Regions from separate parts of the Zea mays genome. Here regions 1 and 2 are each linked to region 3. Evidence: chromatin contacts called from public Hi-C data. All regions are on one chromosome and are shown on one strand. The core of a region is the stretch at or near the end of the contact, and the rest is flanking DNA. Distances in the headings are between cores, read along the strand shown.

Region 1 (2,700 bases), core at 40-2,539, 270 kb after region 3:
TAGAAAAATACATAACACTATAACAGTGCAAAACTAGCTCTTAGTTAAGAACTCGTTTTGATGCATATGTATTTATGTTAATTCTTGCGAAGTAGATCGAAGTAAAAATTAATATAAATTTTATCTCAAACTATTCAACCATATATAGATTAAGACAGATATAGCGACTATTTTAAAGCATAAATGTGTCATCACATGCAAAATTGAAAGGGAAACAGAGTTTAACCATTTTCTATATTAATTTTGGTGCTTGATGACCATCACAATCTTTTGAACTAACTAGTTTGCTTAGGGAGTGTTTGTTTGAGATTATAATCTGACTGGATCATATACTCTAACATTTCTAAATAACACTTAGTTCAAATTTTTAGATTATTTAATCAAGTCAAAATATAATTCCACAAACAAACCCTTAGTATTTGATTTACAGGTTCATAACTTCGACAATTCATATAATCATGCACCGTCGTAATGCACAAATATTGTGGTAGTATGTATATTAAGGGACTGATTGGTTGGATACAGAACCAATTATCCAGGCTAAGCATATGCAAATCCATACTTTTGGTGTCCTATACTGATCTACTGTATAACATATGACTATGACCTGACTCCAGATAAACGAAACCCACGTCCATTTTCTCGGGGCTAGGCTACTGCGAGCGCGCTCAGAGCAGGAGCAACAACTAAGGGTCTGTTTGGTTGAGCTGTGGCTTTGAAAAAAGCTGTTGTGGGCTGTGAGCTGTGAAAAAGGCTGTTGCGGGTGTGAGCTGTTAGAAAGCTAAAAACCGTTTGGTGAAAACCACTAAAAGCCGTTAAAAGTTCTTCGATATATGTTTTTACAGTTACATCGGAAAGCCACTAAAAGTAGATCTAGTGGTGCTTTAAGTTTTGAATTGCGAGAAAGTCAGCTTTTAGATTAAGCTGCATTCTGAATCCGACCCTTTGGTTTGACTTTTGGTTTTTAGAGGGCAAAAACCAAAGTTAAAAAGCCAAACCAAACACACAAGCTCAGGAAGCAAGTATTTGTATAAAGTAACCAAACATCTTTTTAATATAAACCACATGTTAGCTAGACAACTGCCCGGATGCACCAAGCCGCCAGCTCGCGCAACGCAACCCATATGACAGACGGAAGAGCAGGGTGCTCTTCAACTCTCTTTCTTTTTGCAGCGCAGGACAGGAAACCGCATCTCCCGTTCCCGGCCGTTTATTATTAGCTGAGCTCGTGCCTCGTACACGAGGCCGGCCCTCTCGCTCTCGGTGCGTGCGTGGCTGAGCCGCTGAGAGGCAATACGCGGTGCGTGGGGTGTGGGGAGCGAGGCGGCGGCGACGAGGGTTTTGCTGCTCCGCACACCGCGCGCAGCGGCGACGCGACCGCAGCTCGTCGCCGCCCCGGTTCGAGGAGGAGGAGGAGGAGCCGGCTGAGGCGCCTGTGGTGGCTGCTGCGGCGGGAGCGGGAGCGCCATGAGGGGCGGCGGCGGGAGGCAGCCTTCCTATGCGGCGTCGGACGGGGCGGATGCGGATGCGGCGGCGGTCCCGGCTGCTTCCAGGAAGATGGTGCAGAGCCTCAAGGGGATCCTGGCCGACCGCTCGGAGGGCGAGATCTACGCCACCCTCTGCGACTGCGGCATGGACCCCGACATAGCCGTAGAGAGGCTCATCTCCCAGGGTAAGGGTATATACACGCTGCCTGTCTCTCTCTCCTCGCTCTAGCTCTGTCCTCGCGGGCTCCAACTGTTTAGTGTGGACGTTGTCGTGCGATGCCCGTTAGGGTTTGATTTTCCCCACCTTAGCACGGTGATTTGGCGCCGCGCTGATATGCGCGGTCTGTGTCGTATAAGTCGTAACCCCCATTTTGGACGGTTGCTGTTGAATTGCTTGCCAATCCGGTCTGGTTCTGCGGATGCTGTACGTTGTGACTTGTATTTGCTTGCCAGTTTTAGGTTCAACGTGGCTGTGAAGCATGGTGGGTAGTTTTAAACTTTTTAATTCAGACTAGTTAGTTGCCCGTATATTGCTACGGTAGACTTTGTTCAAATGAGATATTTATTCAAACCTGATTATGTTTTTTATTTTCAATTTATTAGTATACCTATATGTTTACTATATCTCTCATTTGTATAGCACAAAACAGTTGTGAGCTGAAGTGGTTAAAGTTTCTTGCCTTGCATCAAGAAGTGCAGGGTTCAAACCTCTTCCATGGGGGACGATGCGTGAAAAATTCACACTTAAATATAGTAGAGAAGAGATAGAGATGAGAGAACACTTTTTTCTCAACGAGCAACTTTTTTTGTGCATTTACGGATGTGTTTTTTGCAACAGATTGTGCCACCCATATGGTGTAATAATAGAGATGAAGAGGGGGGGGGGGGGGGGGGGTCATTTCCCTACATAAGTCCTGATTACTATTCCATTGTAATTCAGCTGTGTTGCAGGATCATGATACCTGGTCCATATGTTGGATTGAATATCATATAGACTGAAACTGTTGCGCCTAGCATAAACATGCCTTTGTCTTCAGCATTAGGAGTTTAGGACGTGTTTAAGCTCACTCATGTATTGCTTACCATTTTCTTGTTACTGGGTTTGCTCTGTTTATAACTTGGCATAGACACATTATCTATTTTCTTAAAAAACTCGTCCGGGAGAGAAAGACCGCCCTTCCGGTATTATATTAAGAAGAGACCGAAACATGGC
Region 2 (2,834 bases), core at 26-2,525, 370 kb after region 3:
GCGGCGACATGTTCCCGTACAGCGGAGGAGAGTTGGCGTATCCGGCCGGCGGAGAGCTCCCGTACCCGGGGCCGGGCGGAGACCCGTTCGTTGGCGTCAGCGGAGTCGACGTGTTCAGGACCGAAGCGCCGGTGCTGTCAGTTCACCAGAAACAGCAGAGATCAGTATGTTTCCTGTATTTCTTGATCCTTTTAGCTTGAGCTGGTAGAGTTTACCTCGTTGATGGATACTGGCACGTCGAAGTGCCTGCGCATGCAGTTATTGGAAACGAATGAGTGAACATCTATCTATACATGCAGATCGCAGAACAAGAAAGAGCTTGCCTTGATGGTCTCGACCTCGACGTGTGGAGGAGAGCTTACTTGGGTCTGCGGTGGTGAGGGCGGCGGTGCCGCCAAAGTCGCAGCTGGTCTGCACGGGGTTCTTCTGGTAGTAGCTGTTGAAGGCGTAGGACGCGTGGTCGCGGACGGTGTCCGGGCTGAAGCAGCTCCCGCCCTGCTGGATCGCGGAGCAGTCCGCGCCGCCCTGCCCGCACGCGTAGTCCAGCGCCACCCGCAGCGCCGTCGCGCTCGCGCTGGGGCTCGCCACGCACCAGCTCCCGCCGGTGGCCGGCGACTGCGTCGTCGTCGCCGCCGCCGCCGCCGTCGGGTCCACCACCGGGACCGTGGCCAGGGGCGACGTCACGTCGCGCTCCAGCCGCTCTGCCGCCACGTCCGCTCCCTGCTCGCTTCCTCCCCCTGCAGACAGCGTGAAGCAGACCATCATCTTTCAGTTCAGCAGCGCCTGGATGAACGAAAGCTCTCCAGTATCTGGACGCTGCAGATTAGTAAGCAGTACGAACGAAAGCAGATTTTTGTCTGTTGCTGCGACCTACTGGGTACTGACATGACACACTCTCACTCTCTGCTCGTCAGCTTCAACAGCTGAACAAAGCGACGAAACGAAACTAGCAGGCAAAGACAGCAGAGTAGGTACAGTAACTCACCATGGCAGTGGCAGGCGAAGATGACAAGAAGAGACGCAAAGCCATGAACTGGCCTCAGAGGCATGGTCAGGACAGGAGGCGTGCAGTCTGGGCAGGGGAACAAGAGGAAACTTGGGCGTGCAGTGCAGGGTGCCTGGTGGTCAGGACAGGAGGCGGCGGTTGACACTGAACGCTAGTCATTCAGCGAGAGGAGTGGGAAAGTAAAAAGGAAAAAACAAGAGAAAAGAAAGTCTGTGATGCGATGTGGGGGGGTTCGTCTTCATGATGGCTTGTTAGCCGCCATGATGAGAAGCGGATTCCCGTTGAGTGCAGCCGGATTAGAGCGGCCATTTCCTTTTTACTTTTCCTCCGTTCCAGATTCGTGTGGGATGGAGTGGAATGTGATGCCCTCTTTCAGACAGACAGACGTCGAGCTCACCTTCTTTTACCTGTCGATCCATGCACCGGCCGGGCTGGTCTGGATGGATGGAGGAGATGTGCTTTCTAATGGCATCCCTTGTTACCGGTTCCGTTTGATTTTGTGGTAGACATGCATGTTGGCCATTTTTTTGGTTTAGCGTTGATTAATTCTATTCTGACCGGCCTGTCTATGTTCATGCTCTTAATTCTTCTTTGCGATTTCAGATATAACCTTTCGAAGATCATTAGTAGGGAATAAGCTGCTACAGCCTACAGTTGTAGCCTGTAGGTCGGTCGGTCGGTCTGATTGCAAATATTACCTTAGATAATGACAAGGATTCTTTCTGTTGGACCTAGCATGCATGTTAATGGCTTGTTCTTGCGCCGCCTAGTAGTCTACTAGTAGTAGAAGTTGAGAAGGAGAAGGAACGTGGACACCACTCTGAAGCCGGAGCATCCGTTGGGTTGGGTGGGTGGGCGAGCAGCAGATGCGGCGTTGCACTAGGCTGCAGGCGTAAAGGCCGGGAAGCTATCGGAGAACTGAAATTTAGACTCTGCAGGCGTAAACTGGCAAATTTAGACACGTTTGAATCATAAACAGTTTTCAAAAGCCATTTAAAAAAACTAGGCGATCAAGCAGGACCGGACACAGAACGGAGAGTTTGAAAATCCCGGTCCTCGTACAGACTCTAGAGGCAGACAAACATAAATTAACTAAACAAAAGCCGCCGTATCCTCCTCCCTGCTGTTCTAGGGATTGCTGCTAATTGCAACACTAATAACAGCAGCAAGACATGTAGGCGCCCAGCCAGGCTGAAGCTGCACAATGGATGCTTGTGGCCCGCGTCTGCGTCTTAATAATAGAAAAAGGTTTGTGCTGACTGCTTTACCGCCTCAAGTGGGGCAGATGACAGAAAAAAAGATAACAGGTTTGACACGATAACTACTAGGTGAAAAAAACATTTTAGATTAGATTTTTTTTGGTTTTTTAAGATATTGTTCAGATTTTAGTAGAGCTAAAATCTAATTTGGAAGCTCATAAGACATTTTCGTGAGGTCCAGATATTCTGCTTAGATTCTTCATAATAGTCCTTGTATATCTTTAGGGTTTCTTCTCAGCCTTAGAGACATTTTGCATGGTTTTTTAAACTAAAAACCATGAAAAGCTCTTCTAACTAGAGCAGGAAGATAGTTTAAACCTTTTTGGGATTTAAAAGGGTGGGTAAGATGTCTGGTTTTAACGTTTGATTGGAAAAAATAGATCATCATCATGATACTAATTTAGGGAGGCAAAAAATGGCTATTCAGGCTAGTGTGCTCAACTGGTGCTGGTGCTGGTGCTTTCTCCTTGGCCCAATACTAGATTGGCCACGTCAGATGGCCCATGGGCTGCCATTTTAGCCCTACAACCATCTAAACGATAACTTGATCGGCCACGACGAGGCTGGAG
Region 3 (2,700 bases), core at 127-2,626:
ATATCAAAGATAGCTGGTGTGAGTTCTTATTTATATGCTCAGCACGCTCCAAATTGGGGGGCCCCGTCTGTCATTGACTGTTGCTATTCTAGCAAAGGGAAGGTGTTTTTTCGGCCTTTCGGCTTAAGGCCTTCGTCCATGTCGCAGTCAATTCGTTATCTTAAACAAATTAATACTGCGAGGGGCTACTATTGGCGGCATTCGTCCTCTGAAGGTCCTCAAAAACGTAATTTAACAATATCTTCCAAGTGTGACATATGAACAGGTACCTTCGGACTCGGGTTAAAAGCATATACAATGTAAAAAGCATGATCGTGACGAAGGTTGGAGTTGCTTCAAAGCTACGCGCAAGGGAGCTTCGGCTAAATAGCGGAAAAAGGAACCGACTTAAAGGGGAAAAGACTATCTAGTCCTCATAGATTTGTCTATAAGTCAATAGTAAATATAAAGGACATAAATTACATTCTCACAGGCTGCGTCCTGTGCCTATAAATAGACGAACAATACTCATGTACTGTTCACGCTGATTTGTATTCACTTGTGTGTTACTCTTGTACTTTTACCTTCTTTCAAGCCGAAGGTACATTTATAATTCAATATTGTTTTTACCTTTTTATGGTAATATGATGATGATGAATTAATAATATTATATGATTGTTTATGTTGTCTCTTATATTTCATATGTTTCTCTTTTCATTAACATATATCACAATCTATGAAGACATGTCTTTCAAAACCTTCGTCTAAAGATCATTATATTCTAAGGGAAATAATGCTTCGAATGACGAAGGACAATAACGTTTAACATTTTGTGTTGTCTTATTGTTAATTCATAGCATTTAAGAACAAGTGACCAACAAACATAAACACACAGGGACATTATTTGAGTGAGAAATTATATCTATACTGCTAGTCTGCCAGCTAGTCTGCTAGTACTTGCAAGCCAGGACGCAGGAGCAGAGGTGCTAGCCGTGTGGTGGAAGTGGAACCGGAGACAATTGCAAGCCAGCCAGCTAGAGCTAGGAGACAACCGCGAGAGGGACTGTCGTCTCGTCGTCAACCGAGGTCCGAGAGGGCGAGGCGGCTGTGGCTTAGCAGGCAGCACGCAGCAGCTGGGCAGGGGCAACTTGGGCCTTGCGGCTTAGCAGGCAGCACGCAGGTTTTGTGCGTTCAACTTGGGCCTTGGGCCGGAATCTGATCGCTGGAAGCCTAGAAGAGTGGAAGACAAGAACTAAAAGGTCCAGAACCGAATAGCCTAAACGGTATGAAAAAAACGGGATTTTTTCGAATCAAAACGGTAACCGCAAAAACGAAAAAAAAAACAGTCTGCTCGTTTTCGATACCGTTATCGAAGACAATCTAACCGTTTTCGTCCGGAAACCGAAACCCGAAATATACGAAAACGATCCGAAAAAACCGGTAGTCAGAACGGGACGGTACAGGATGGGATTTTTCGGTACCGTTTTCATCCCTAGCTCGAGCCAAGGAGTCCGGCGGAAGGCCGCCGGTGTGCGAAACAGCGTCAGCGTCGAGAGGAGAAAAAGTCACCGCGAGTCCAGGATCCATGCTGAGGCACTTGGTCCGGACGGGCCAGCTCGCCGACGCGAGGAGCCTATTCGACGCGATGCCGCGCCGCGACGAGGTCGCCTACGCGACTCTTCTCTCGGGCTATGCCGCGGCAGCTGACTTCCCGGGCGCTATGGCGCTCTTCTCCCGCTTCCGCGCCTCCTCCTCCCAGCCACACGACGCCGCGGATCCGTTCATCCTCAGCCCCGTCCTCAAGGCGTGCGCTTCCGCTGCCGCCAGCGCAGGGCTCCTCCCCCTCCCTCACGCCGCCGCGGCGGCCGCTCTGCACGCGTTCGCCGTCCGCTCCTCCTCCCTGCCGTCCGTGTTCGTCTCCACGGCGCTCGCGGACGCCTACGCCAAGGCCGGCCGCCTCGACCTGGCGCTGCAGGTGCTCGACGAAATGCCCAGCAGGAACGTGGTCTCGTGGACCACGCTCGTCGCCTCGCTGGCGCGTGCTGGCCGGCGGCACGACGCGCTCCGCCGCTTCGCCGAGATGCGGGCCTCCGGCGTGGCCTGCGACTCCCACGCCTGCTCGGCGGCTCTCACGGCGTGCGCCGACGCGGGGCTGCTGCCACGCGGCCGCGAGGTGCACGCGCTCTGCGCCAAGCTCGGCCTCGACGCCGTGCCCTTCGTCGCCAACGCGCTCGCGGCGCTGTACGCGCGGTGCGGCGATGTCGACCGCGCGCTGGCCGCGGTCGGCCGCATGGGCTCGCACGACGTTGCCGTGTGCACAACGCTGATCGCATCCTACGTCCAGACCGGCCGCACGGAGGAAGCCATCGAGGCGTTTGTGAGAATGCTTCGCGATGAGTCGTCAAATTCTGCTTCACCAAATGAGTATACGTTCTCTGCCGTAATTGCCGCGTGTCCAAATATGGATCGTGCATATCTTGGAGAGCAGTTACATGCACAAGCTGCACGGAGAGGGCTATCTCATGCCCGCTCTGTGGCCAATTCCCTTGTCAAACTCTATTCCCGCCGTGGCCATCTTTCAGCTGCTGATGCTATCTTCCGGGAGAGTGTCGTCAAGGATGTTGTCTCCTGGAGCACAATTATATCAGGATACACACAAGAAGGCCTCGCCGAGGAGTCTTTTGCCTTGTTCTCAGAAATGCGGCATCACAGTAGCTGCCC

What was found. Hi-C and Micro-C count contacts between places; a contact is called where the count stands out from the background.
Region 1: a Hi-C map of endosperm shows a contact between it and region 3, with 3 times the contacts expected there. The contact joins the promoter of LOC100280182 here to the promoter of LOC103635383 in region 3. A contact is called at or near these places in 5 of 25 Hi-C or Micro-C datasets (ear, endosperm, leaf and 2 more) and 1 of 3 datasets of contacts at active chromatin or transcription factors (leaf).
Region 2: a contact with region 3 is called in a Hi-C map of ear, with 2.8 times the contacts expected there. The contact joins the promoter of LOC103635396 here to the promoter of LOC103635383 in region 3. A contact is called at or near these places in 2 of 25 Hi-C or Micro-C datasets (ear and tassel).

Annotation. Positions count from the first base shown.
Region 1 is chr8:75,926,673-75,929,372 of Zm-B73-REFERENCE-NAM-5.0, forward strand. LOC100280182 (Putative DUF1296 domain containing family protein) reads left to right here and starts at 1,290. Exons shown (of 10, transcript NM_001153114.1): 1 at 1,290-1,672. The coding sequence starts at 1,468.
Region 2 is chr8:76,028,898-76,031,731 of Zm-B73-REFERENCE-NAM-5.0, forward strand. It overlaps LOC103635396 (PLASMODESMATA CALLOSE-BINDING PROTEIN 2), which reads right to left and starts at 1,276. Exons shown (of 4, transcript XM_008657849.3): 1 at 986-1,276; 2 at 324-737; 3 at 216-246; 4 at 1-134. The coding sequence starts at 1,049.
Region 3 is chr8:75,654,490-75,657,189 of Zm-B73-REFERENCE-NAM-5.0, forward strand. It overlaps LOC103635383, which reads left to right and starts at 1,377. Exons shown (of 3, transcript XM_008657848.4): 1 at 1,377-2,700. The coding sequence starts at 1,565.